Linked DNA regions of Rattus norvegicus: region 1 is linked to region 2. Evidence: chromatin contacts called from public Hi-C data. All regions are on one chromosome and are shown on one strand. The core of a region is the stretch at or near the end of the contact, and the rest is flanking DNA. Distances in the headings are between cores, read along the strand shown. Region 1 holds the start of Nkd1 (NKD inhibitor of WNT signaling pathway 1). Region 2 overlaps Snx20 (sorting nexin 20).

The links. A called contact is a pair of places that touch in the nucleus more often than the background predicts.
Region 1: a Hi-C map of frontal cortex shows a contact between it and region 2, with 2.5 times the contacts expected there. The contact joins the promoter of Nkd1 here to the enhancer-like site in region 2. A contact is called at or near these places in 3 of 12 Hi-C or Micro-C datasets (Schwann cells, frontal cortex and mammary epithelial cells).

Annotation. Positions count from the first base shown.
Region 1 is chr19:34,719,841-34,725,908 of GRCr8, reverse strand. Nkd1 (NKD inhibitor of WNT signaling pathway 1) reads left to right here and starts at 3,063. Exons shown (of 10, transcript NM_001271381.1): 1 at 3,063-3,182; 2 at 3,304-3,336; 3 at 3,931-4,064. The coding sequence starts at 3,158.
Region 2 is chr19:34,613,280-34,619,544 of GRCr8, reverse strand. Snx20 (sorting nexin 20) reads right to left here. Exons shown (of 4, transcript NM_001024999.1): 2 at 5,986-6,119; 3 at 4,168-4,319; 4 at 976-1,962. The coding sequence starts at 6,106. The coding sequence ends at 1,294. Among named protein-coding and RNA genes, the nearest start is that of Snx20, 7.0 kb to the right of the region's middle. Within about 2 kb of position 1,319, at least 70 of the 93 cell types and tissues checked have an H3K27ac peak or open chromatin away from gene starts, as enhancers often do.

The DNA.
Region 1 (6,068 bases), core at 1,814-4,313, 100 kb before region 2:
AGAGGGGGATACTGTTTTCTCATGAAAGAAGAAAGTCATGACAGGTTTAAGGAAGTAACCAGCGTTCTAAGCTCTGTGAGAAAGGGTTTTGCTTTGATTTCGAAGCCCCTGGCACTGGTGTGGGTGTGGGTGAGAAAGACAAGCAGGGACCCCACAGGAACTCCACTTCTGTAGCAGACGCTTTGCAGGATGTTCCCTGTCAGCTCAGAACCTGTGACCTGGGCCACTCTCCTCTAGTCCCTGGGTCTTCTCTTCCACTCTTCCGTTTCCACACAGCTCAGGCGCTCCATACTGCACTCTAGACATCTGGACCAGGTGATTCTGGGGGTGTCCTGGGTATGGGAGGTGTTTAGCAGCTTGCCTGGACAATATTGACTCTTTCCTGGGTGTAAGCTGCCTTCCGTCCGCCACCCTATGCTCCATCGTGGATACTGCTTTTTTCTGTCTCTCTCTCTTCCATCCAGGACATTTGGGAGCAGGCTTGTGTATGTGGTACTACTCCTCTTGTTCAGATACAAGTCTGAAGTGCTAGAACACAATGCCTACTGCACAGCTGGCACTTACGCTCTCTTTCCAGATGTTATGCTTGGGATGTGCTGGAAACCTGGGGTAGCAAAAATGCGTGCCAGCAAGGGATCAGTTTGAGGTTGGATCCTAACTAGATCACACACTATGATCCTAACTAGATCACTAGCTGTATGATGGGTGACCCCCCCCCCCACTCTTCTGAGCCTCCCTAACAGGATCTGTCCTTTCTAAAAGTACAAAAGTCTTCGTTAAGAGTTTTCGTGAGAGGGGTTGGGGATTTAGCTCAGTGGTAGAGCGCTTGCCTAGGAAGCGCAAGGCCCTGGGTTCGGTCCCCAGCTCAAAGAGAGAGAGAGAGAGAGAGAGAGAGAGAGAGAGAGAGAGAGAGAGAGAGAGTTTTCGTGAGGGTGACGGGCACAGAGAACAGGCCAGGGGTGGTGGCTCACACGTACAATCCCAGTATGCAGGTGACTAAAGCAAGATCTGTGGTTCCAAGATCGGCCTGGGCTATGTTGTGAGTTCCAGGCTAACCTGGTATGAACCCTTGACTCAAAACAAACAAAACCACCAAAACCTCAACGGTTACTATTTCGCTGTTTTGTGAGGTCCCAGCCATGCTTGCATAAGTGCATGCTGCATGGGATTTAGGGGTGCACTTATATCAGCTTTATTTCCTCCACACAGCGTATGAAAAGAAGAGGGATGAAGAACTTTGGAGGGTCACAGAGCTCTGGGTTCCCTTGTCCTTTGAGACAGGTAGATGCTCAGTGCTATACTTCACAACAGAGTAGCCGCCAGCTCCAAGCCAAGGTTTCTTGCAGGGTGGCTCTTCTGTTTGAGACGTTCTTCAAGTGTAAAACGCACACCAGACTTTAAAGACGGCGGGAAAACAAAGAATGTGACAACTGATGTTATTTTGGCTGTCTTGGGTCAAACCAACTTCACCCTTTATCTTTAATTTTAAGTTTACATGTATTTATTTAGTGTGTGGATATGTTGTATGTGGGCACATGGGTGTGGAGGTGTGTGTGTAAGGGGTAATTTTGCAGCAGATGGCCTCTCCTTTCACCAAGTGGTCTCTGGGGATGGAGCTCAGATCCTCAGGGTAGGTGGCAAGCAACTTTACCAGTTCAGCCATCTGGGTGACACACCTGCTTAAGTTTAAAAAAAAAAAAACCCGCAGTGCCTAGGGCTGAGGACATAGCTCAGTTAACAGTATTTGCTTGCCTCGAACTGGCTTGTTAAACCAGTGCTTTGGGATTGATTCCCAGATCTCTTCCCACAAAGTGCTTACTTGAAGTCTAAAACGACCAACCAATATAGCCCACCTGTTTCTGTTCAGTAGCGTCGCACAGGGGAGCAGGTTAAAAGAAGTGGGGAGAAATAAGTCTCCACTCTACAGATCGTAAAACTGAGGCTCGAAGCAGCGTTTAGCTGTAAGAGCAGAACTGGTTCTTTCCCACGCCCAGGCTGCCAGATACTAGGATAAGCTTAGCGCCGGGCCAGCAGAAATGTTGTTCTGGGGACCACAAAGGTGTGGTGGAAGCCTTTAAGTCGCCCTCCCCTTTGCAGAGACCTCCCCAGACAAAACAAACAGGCCCTTGGGGTCTGCAGAACTGCAGGGGGGAAGGGGAAAACGGAAACTAAGAAAGATCAAAGATCCGGCGGTTCACCGCTCCCGGCCTCACAGTTTGGCAGCTCGCCCCGACCCCAGTTGGGCACTCAGGAGCCCATGGGCGAAGAAAGGTTGCGAGGGACTGGGGGGGGGGGCAGCTCGGGGCTAATGGACACTTGTCGTTAACAGGAGTGGGCCGAACTCGCCCTAGCTAGCGAGGCGCCCGGTTGATTTCTACGGGACTCCCAAATGGATGGAAAAACAAAAACAAAAACAAAAACAAAAACAAAAACAAAAAACCTCAAACAAACGCAAAACCCAGAGGAATCAAAGAAAAGGGCAGGCAGCTGAAAACAGGGACCACTTTTTGTAGAAGACTAGGCTCTGTAAGTCTGGGAAGGGACAGCATCATGGGAGAGCAGTAGACGCGTGCGCTAGGGCATCTGAGGTTGCCAGTTGTGACCTCAGTTTCCCCACCTGTGAACTCGAGTCATTCAGTCCCACTCTGGCAGCTCCAGAGGACATGCAGAGAAGAGGGAAGTCTCAGTGTCACCAGCGAGGGCAGCGCTGCTCCACCACCCAGCGGCCAGAGCCTCCACCCGGTCCCCACTCCCGCCCCGAGGTTCACACAGGGGGTTTAGGGCCCAGCACACCCAAAGCCCCTCCCCATCGAGGGTCCACCCCTATCCCCGCCCACAGACCACGCCCTCCGTGGGCCCGCCCCTTGGCCAGCCCCTACCCGCAGGCCCCGCCTCTACCCGCCCCGCCGCGTCCGCCTCGCCTTTGATGGGCCGCTGCCGGCCAATGGGCGCTTGGGGAGGCGCGGGGCCGTGGCGGCGGGCAGGGGGCTCGGCGCGCCCGGGCGTCAGTCCGGCCGCGGCGACCGCTGTAGGAGCGCGTCCCGGCGCCGCCTAGGGCTGCGCTCCGCGCGCGGACTGTGAGGAGGAGGCGAGCAAGGCTGGCGCGGGGTCGGCGGCCGGACGCATGGCTTAGGACGCCCGGCTGCCGCGCCCCAGCATGGGGAAACTTCACTCGAAGCCGGGTCAGTGTCCTCGCCCGCGCGCCTGCCGCGGCCCCGCGTCCTCCCGCCGGTGCTAACTCTCCCTCTCCTTTCTTTCCGGCTCCCGCCGCCGCCGCCGCCGCCGCGCGCGATGTGCCCACAGCCGCCGTGTGCAAGCGCAGGGAGAGCCCGGAAGGTAGGCGCGCGGGCCACTGGCCCGGGGGGCGCGAGGGAGGCGGCGCGAACCGCCTTGCCGCTGGATCTCATTACCAGGGCTGCCTCAGCCCCCAGCCCCGCCCCGGGAGCGCTCTTTGGGGCCCCTCTGCCCCTCCTACCCGTTCCCCACAGCCCGGTGCTCCCACTGCTGACCCTAACCCCCTCCACTTTGGCGGTGGGGTCTTCCCTTAAAATCCCCAAGATCTTGCGCCTTCCTCTAGCCAGCCCCTTCTCAGGAGAACTTGGTCTCTGCTCCCAGGGCACCTTCTCTGCTGACCCTCAGCTTTCTCCTCCGCAGTCCCTGCCTCCCACGCTCCTTCTGGTCCCTGAACTCCTTCAGTCAGGGTACTGCCTACTCCCTTTCACCTTCTGAATCTTCCTTGCACTTAGGATCTCGCCGAGCCCCCTTTCTTGACTATTTCCCTCTTTTGGATTCTGCTCTGTCCGGCGCTTGATCCTTTTGCCAAGTCTTTACTCACCCGGCTGTGCCGCCTGTCTCCTTCCCTTCACTCTCAGGTAACTTTTGCTAGCTGGGGGGCCCAGACTCAATGTCTTCCCGTTCTTCCCGCCTCAGGTGACAGCTTTGCAGTAAGCGCTGCTTGGGCAAGGAAAGGCATCGAGGAGTGGATCGGGAGGCAGCGCTGTCCAGGCAGCGTCTCAGGACCCCGACAGCTGAGATTGGCAGGCACTGTTGGTCGAGGCGCCCGGGTATGGCCCCCACTCTGTTATACCCTTTCACCCCTTTCAGCCTCGGGGAGCGGCTGAGGATCTCCAACTTTTAGCATCCCGTTTGCACATTGTCTTAAGTCCCCAAATCCCTTCTCAGCCACTGTGTGCCCTACTAGCCCTACTTGTGCCCCTTGCTTTGGAGGACCCTTGTCGATCAAGTGGGCGCCAGTCTCCTGCCCAGCTGGGCACGGAGGGTTGCTTGGGGAGGGAATGCCACGGAGGAGGTGATACAAGTCCAGTGGGGTGGGGAGGCTGTACCGTGTGTGTGTGTGTGTGTGTGTGTGTGTGTGTGTGTGTGTGTGTGTGTGTTGGGGTTTGGGGCTCCTCTGCTTTGCTTTTGTGGCCAGCTTTTCCACGGGGAGGGGTTAAGACTAAAGGGAGACAGGAGTGTCTGGGTAGAGGGCAGGGCTCTGCTGGCCCAGGATCTGTGGCTACCTCCAACTGTGTCTGTGGCATTCATCAGTGCCATCTGCCATCTGAGTGTAGGTAGAGTTTGGAGGCACTGAGACCTGGCTGTCCCCCTTAGTGTGGCCGAAAGGGAGGGGGCGTCTCTGTAGAGTGGTCTGGGTACACCCTTTCTTCACCCAAGGGGTTCTCCAGGCTGGAGTTGTTCTGCAAGAGCAAGTGGGCTGGGGGAGTGAGTGACTCCAGCCCCTGTGTTCGGCCTGGGACTGGTGTTCACAGATGTCCTGTGAGCTGCAGAACTCTGCACGGGGCTTTCAGATGGTCTGCGTGGAACTCTTGCAAGCCAAGGATCAAAGGATGAATCAACTTTTTGATGTGACATTTAATTTTTTTTTTTTTAACTTGGAGGGGGGAAAAGACTGAGCCTCAGGTCTGGCTAGTTCTTTGGTCTTGTTCTTTGGGTGAGGGTGATAGAGGCTTCAGATGGTGTGTGTGTGTGTGTGTGTGTGTGTGTGTGTGTGTGTGTGTTGCACCTGGCAGCACCATTGCAGCAGGGAGGTGGCATGAGTATGTGTGTGAGTGGTGTGGTGTGTGTGTGTGTGTGTGTGTGTGTGTGTGCATGTGTGTTAAATGCCCTCTCTCTGGGATAAGCTACCTCTCTCCTTCCACTCCATGGCTCAGGCTTTCTCTTCCTGGCCTTCCAGTTTGCTGCTGGCTAGGACTGAAGCTGCTATCCTAGTAGAAAGGTCAAAACTGGTCTGAGGTGGGGGTTGGGGGGACTGCAGTTAGAGCCTTTCAACAGAACCACAAACTTTTGCTTCCCCCACCATTTGCAGGTTTTGATGTACTTATTTATTTAAGGACCAATGAAAACAATCCAATTTAGACATATGAACAGATGCGTTTGCAGCTCAGTACAGGCTAACAGAGAGGATTTCCATTAATCAAGTTTTAGTTTTTTCAGCCTGTTTATTTTCATAAACTAGTCCTACAGAATGACATTTATTTAGGCTCTGTCTCTCTCCTCTCTCTCTCTCTCTCTCTCTCTCTCTCTCTCTCTCTCTCTTCTCTCTTCTCTGCCTCCCCCCCCCCCCCCCCCCGTAAACTGCCAGGCAGCCTTACTTCATGCTAGAGGGGAAACTTGAAACACAGCGAGGGCTTGCTTCCATTGACTTTTATCTTCAAAGCCATAACAAATGTTACCCGCATGTTTTTGGTGGGTCTCCTTGGCATCCAGGCTGGGAGGATGGGAGGGAGCGGGGAGAAGGAGAGGAAAACAAAAGTCTGTCGTTTTTAATTAAATAGTAGTGTTCCCAGCAAGAGGAATGCAAGCCAGTAAAAGTTGCCATTGGGGGAAATGAAGCAGGGGGAGGGGGCCCCTGCTTAAGCCTGTGGCTTTGCTGAAGTCACGGAATTTTGTTGCCTGGTTTCTTCCCCCAGCTGAGGACAGCATGGGATAGATGGTGCTTGCTTGCCTTCCTGCCTCACCCCCCCTCTCAGAAAAGGAGGGGTCATTAATATTTGTTCAAAGTCCTTTTGAAGATGTGAGGCATAGAGCCATCAGTGTGACATGTGCTG
Region 2 (6,265 bases), core at 70-2,569:
CAGGCATCCACGTGTCCAGATACATTTACTCACACTCCCCACACACGTGCCCCAGGCATAATTTTGAGGTGCTGAACACTCTTTGGGAATAATCTTTGTTGATTTGCTCTACAGCACCAAGGATACATGCATCCCAGAGCACTTGAGCCCATCCTCTTTGCTTGAGCCATTTTGGACCACACTATGCTTCCTCAGCCGTCTGGTATGGGTGAACACTCGTCTGCAGTCTAAGTTCTCAGGTTTCCAACCTCACTCCTGTTGGAACTGTCCTCAGCTGCAGGGCGTGGCGTGTCTGAGACTTTGCCCCATTTTCTGTTCAGTAGCTGAATACCATAGACCCCATAATTCATAAAGAACAGGGGCTTATTCAGCTCTTTGCTCTAGAGGTCCAAAGTCAAGGGACTGTGTCTGATAAGGGCCTTCTAAATAGTGGGACTCTGAAGAGGACCAAGGCTGGGCAGGGTAAGACAGAAGAAGGTAGGACGGAATAGGTAGGCTCCTCTGACGAGGTGACATGGTGCCCTCATGCTCTGGTATAGTAATAAAGACTTCCCAAAGGGGCCACCTGCTGACCCATATTTGGATATAGTAAGTTTCCACACCTCCCCAACCTTGTCTACCACTCCTGACTCCCCAGTATTCTTGCAACTTCCAAGGATCAGATTAATCTCCACCCTGCAGGCTTTCCCTGAGGAGCAACAGATGCTTTTTTTTTTTTTACTGAAAGCATGACACCAAAAGGAGGAGCTAGGACTTTGGGCTAATGGGTGGAAACACTCGCGACTCATAGGGAAGGGAAGACCTGGGGCAATGGAAGGGAGCAGTCTTTGAGGGAGTGAGTTGTTTTGTGCGGGATGACCCTGTAAATTTCTCTCCTGGCTGCCTACAAAACCAGGTGCTTCTTTTTCTTTTCTGGTAGTACTGGAGATTGAAGCAAAGGAGTCTCACATGCTAGCAAGCACTGGTGCCATTAAGTCACATCCTCAGACCTCTTTATTTTGGAGCCATTCTCAGCAAACTGCCTAGGCTGGCCTTGAACTGATTCTGTGCGGTAGGCAAGTCCTTCCCATGCAAGTCCATAGTAATTGAAAAGTTCTGACAGCTAACCTTGTGGGCTTAGGATTTGGAGAACCCGGCACTCAAGAGGCACAAGATGGCTCTTCCAGGGGTCGCAGGAAACCCTCTGCTCAGCAGACACGGGCTTGTACAAAGCTGCCCAGTAAAGCCCACTAGCAATGGCGACCCATGTCTCTGTCCACGTAGCATGGATGCCAGGGCACCTGTCGGGCCGCCTCAGGACAGATACTCCCGCACGGTGAGCTCCTTCAGGGTGGCGCCCCTGTGTGTGGGCCTCCGGAGCTGGCTCTCATCCAGCCGGCCCTGCAGCGACGCCAAGTCCTTGCCCAGCGCGTAGGCCAGGCGCACCATGGCGTCCAGCAGCGGCGCGTAGTAGCGGTGGCTCTCGCGCGCCCCCAGGCGTCGCAGCGCGCGCTCGCCGACCGCGAAGGCCTCGGCCGGCCGCTCCAGGTCGCGCAGGCACACGAGCATGGCGCAGAGAGCAGGCACGGGAGCGCTCGGGCAGTGCGCCGTGAGCTTCTCCTGCAGCGGCACCACGCGGCCCAGCAGGTCGAGCGCGCGCGCGTACTGGCCGGCGCGCAGGCAGCCGAAGGCCTCGCACAGCTCGGGCCGCGTAAGGAAGTCGGCGAACTCGCGCGAGCGGCGCACGGCGCGCACGGCGTACAGCAGCCGCAGGTACTCGCGCAGCTCCAGGCGCCGTTCGCAGATGGTCTCGGCCGACAGGTTCCCGGTCAGGCGCTTCCGCGGGAACGTCACGTCCTCCAGCTCCGGCCCGAAGCGCTTCAGGAGGGCCCTCTGCAGCCTCTCGAAGTCCGAGTAGCGCCGCTCCACCACAGCCTTGTCGCTGTCGAAGCTCCCAGTCTGGATGACCACGACCTGGTACATCTGTGGGCAGAGCGGAGAGGCTAGCCTCGGGATGCCCTGGGTGCGCCCGGGTCGGTGTGCACGCGCCCGGGTCGGTGTGCACGCGCCCGGGTCGGTGTGCACGCGCCCGGGTCGGTGTGCACGCGCCCGGGTCGGTGTGCACGCGCCGGCTGGGGCTGGAACCCAGGGGCCTTGAACAAGTCTGGCAAACGGTCAGCCTCGCCCCAGGTCATTTGGTTATTTTAAATTAAATTAATTTTTTTTACATATTCCCTTTACATTCGGATCACTGCCCCCTCCCAGTCACCCCCTCCCACAGTCCTTTCCTCCTTCCCCATCCCAGGCTACCTGTTTTTGAGATAAGAACTAGCAGTGTAGTTTACAGAGGAACCCGAATATTCCTCCTTAGTCTCCCAACTTCTGAGATTGTGGGCACACCCTGCTTGGCAACTGTGTCTCTCTGTTTCCTCCTCCCCCTGTGCACCTGCCCCTGTGCCATTTTTTTTAAAGTCACATTTTGTACTAAGTAATAATGACACACTTTACATTTTCTTTGAGAAGCATTTTACCTGTGTGTGTGTGTGTGTGTGTGTGTGTGTGTGTGTGTGTGGTTTGTGTAGATCAGAGGACAACTTGTGAGAGTTGGTTCTCACTTTCCACCATGTGGGTTCTGGGTGTCAAAGTCGGATGGACAGGCTCGGCAGTACGTGCTTTTACAGACTGAACCATCTGGCTGGCCCTCTGCCATGTTCACGCATACAGAAAACAGACTTCGAAGCTCGTCTCACACACACACACACACACACACACACACACACACACACACACACGCCCATATGCCTACTGAAGGTACAAAGGTAGTTCGTGGCAAATGTTGGTTCTAGAATAGCACTGCTTAGAAGCATCTTGGAACTGGGACTTGCTGATGCGACCGGTGTCGCTCTTGGCTTTTTATCATCAAACACAGGGCTGGCTCTGTGTCCTAAATTGGGAAGCGTGGGTTGGAGTCAGGAGTGTCCATCTGGAACACCTGGGCATTTGTTTCAGGCATCACGCATTTAGACACAGGGTAATTAGTCTTACATTGTCAATTTAACCTCCTTGAGCTTCAGCGTTCAGTTTTCTCATCTTTAACTTGAGGATATGTTGGCAATTCTGTAGGCTATGCCCAGCCGCTACCTAGTAACAGCTTGTGGTAGCTGCAAGCCAGGTGACAGGCAGGCTATAAGAAGATGGCTGCACCCAAGCTGGCTCCCCACTTTCTCTCTTTGTCTCTCCTCCCTCCCTCCCTCTCCCTCTCTCTCTCTCTCTCTCTCTCTCTCTCTCTCTCTCTCTCTCTCTCTCTCTCTTTCTCTCTCTCTCTCTCTCTCTGTGTCCATCTCCTATTTTCTCTCTTCACATCTTCCCAGCCAGTTCTTCCTCCCTTTATCCTTCTCTGTCCCTTTCTTTTCCCTACCTCTCACCCCTTTTCCATAACCCCTTCCCTTCCCCCCCAAAAACTTCCTTTTATATTATGCCTGCCATAGGACTGATTGTTCAGGGGGACTCCTCAGCATGGGCCCACTGAGGTGCTATCTCCCGCCACTGCCACTATACCTCCATTTTGTAAAACACGACAGGATAGGAATAGTTCCTGTCTTCTGCACGAGGGTTAAGTGACAGTGAACTCGTTGATGTGAGGGAGAGCTGTGCACAGCACACACTGGTAGCTACAGTAACAGGACTGGTCCCAGGGAGGAGGAGTGGTGAGGGGACCTCACAGGTCCCAGTGAGGTAGGAATATTTGGTATTAGTCTTGCATCTTCCTAGAACACGCTGATGTCCTGGTCTCACAAAGATGGCAGCACCCAGCAGGGAGCTTCCCACAAGCCAGGACTAGCAGCTAGAATTAAATAACAGAGCTCAGCTTTCTTTTGGGATTTAGTTTTGTACATTTTTTCCCCCCTTAATGCCCCATGAAACTGATCTTCCCCTGAAATGTAGTATTTTAAAAGCAAGTGAAATAAACCAAGGTTGGGAGCCATTTCAGAATCAGCGGAGAAGGGGTACAGATGACTGACACCTGACACCATGGCAACATGACTTCATGGGGTACCATGAACTCTCCATTTCTCTGGAAGACCGAGTTAGTGTGTCATACCTGGAAAGCTGTGATCTCCCAAGGCCTTCCCCGGACCATGCAGGAGGTAACTGGTGGGAACTCCATCGTTTCTAAACTCTGCTTACCACAAACTTGGAGACTTTCCTCTCCTCGATTCTGGCTGAGGCGATCTCAAAGAGGAGCCTGACGTGTTTCCAGCGGCTCTTTTCCTTCTGCCAGTGTTCCTGTAGCTCCCTTGTGGTCATGTTGGAGTTGGAGGTGGGACCATCTTGGGCTTCTGGAAAAACATTGCCGTTAAGGAATCTGCAGTAGGCATTGGCTTGCAGGCCAGGCCTGGATGTGTGGATGGGATGGATATCAGAGTTCCGGAAGAGGATAATTATCTTTCTGCCACCTGCACTGTGGGGGCATCAGCTAGACCCCTGTGTATTGACCTCAGTCCAGCACTCCGACTGCCTCTTGTTAGGAAGTGTACTGTAGGGTGTTCATCACCCACTTCCAGCCTGCTGATAGACTGTTTTGTAACTATGGCTCCTGGCAAGCAGGGCCCAGCACTGACACAGGGCCACAGAGCCCCCTAGTGCATGCATATCAGCATGCTGGGGGAAGCCCTGAGGAAGTCATGTTTCAGCCTGAGCCTGGCTGGCCCTGACGATACAAAGGCTTTCATCTCAGGGCACAGCTGCCCTTCTCTGTTCTGAATTCGGGCTTCCTGTTTCCTTGCCTGAAAACCAATAATATTTGTTTGTTGGTTTTGTTTTGTCTTGAGTCAGGGTTTCTCTGTATAGCCCTAGCTGCCCTAGAACTTTCTCTGTAGACCAGGCTGACCTCCAGTTCACAGAGATCTGCCTGCCTCTGTCTCCCAAGAGCTAGGATTAAAGGCGTACACCCCCCCTCCAAGCTTCCCACAGTATTTCTTTTTTTTTTTTTTTTTTTTTGGTTCTTTTTTTCGGAGCTGGGGACCGAACCCAGGGCCTTGCGCTTCCTAGGTAAGCGCTCTACCACTGAGCTAAATCCCCAGCCCCCCCACAGTATTTCTTAAGCCTCCCTTGAGCCCTGCACCTTTCTGAAAATCTGTTTCGATTTTTTTCCCAACACAGTTGCATTAAGAATTTTGCATTTATTGTAAGAGGCACAGGCCTGGGACATCCTTATCTTGTGCCACCTGACAGGAGTGTCATTCCCCTGCCCCACCCGGTTTTGATGCCGGGAGTGAGTGCTTCCCATTGGTTCCGGTGGGCTTTTCATGGTCCATCTAATCCTTTTTTACCAGTTGCTCTTTCTACTGAACTTGAAAGCTTGGAGAGTGAAGATAGATAGATAGATAGATAGATAGATAGATAGATAGATAGATAGATAGATAGATAGATCGATCGATCACTTGGCATGCGTGACACACCCCAGGCTTTAGCAGATCCATCTTAAAGGAGTGTAAAGAGAATTTATTCCAGGAGATGGCACTATAGCAGATACTGTCAGTGCCAGGCCAGGACCCACTGGCAGCCACTGTTCTGGAAAATTCCATTGGCTTCCTAAGGAAGCACCTGTAACTCAGGACCCTGGGGCCCTTCTAGGACCTCAGCAGCCCGCTCGGTGTCTCCCTCAGCATTTGCAGAAAGGGATGCTGGACGATCTTTAGCTTCTCTGTCCTTGGATGCACAACTCAGGTGTGTTCTTCACACCTTTCCGTGAACCCCCATCCAGACTGAGTTGCACGTACCCTAGTCATGTGATCACCCATCCCCAATACAGGAGGCTGCTCTTGTTCCCAATCTGCTCTGCCTCCAAGGATCATCTCCCACGTAGAGTCTGCACCAAATCCTTGTCTTGGGGCTGCTTAGGGTGACCCCAGTTAAGGCAGCCGCCTGACTACAACCAAATGTGCTTCAAACGTCTGAACTAACTTCCACCTTCCTCACTGAACTTCAAGCCCCCCAGTTTACCTTCTGGGCCTGGACATGGGAGGTCTGGACCTGGGGGCAGGACTTCCTGTCTGGTCCTTGTTATGCATTGGTTTCTGGGTCCTGTCCAGCCAGGGCCCCCAGGATGCTGTGGACTTGCCATGCTCCAAGGGTGCCTGAGATAGGAGAGAGAAGCATGAGAGCCAATGCGACTGCGGCTCCTGCAGGGTCCCGGGGTAATCCATGCTGGCAGGCAGGAGAAATGACAACGATCCCCTCGCTGTGTCTCCTGCCACCCACCCAGCCAGATCAAACCTGGCCT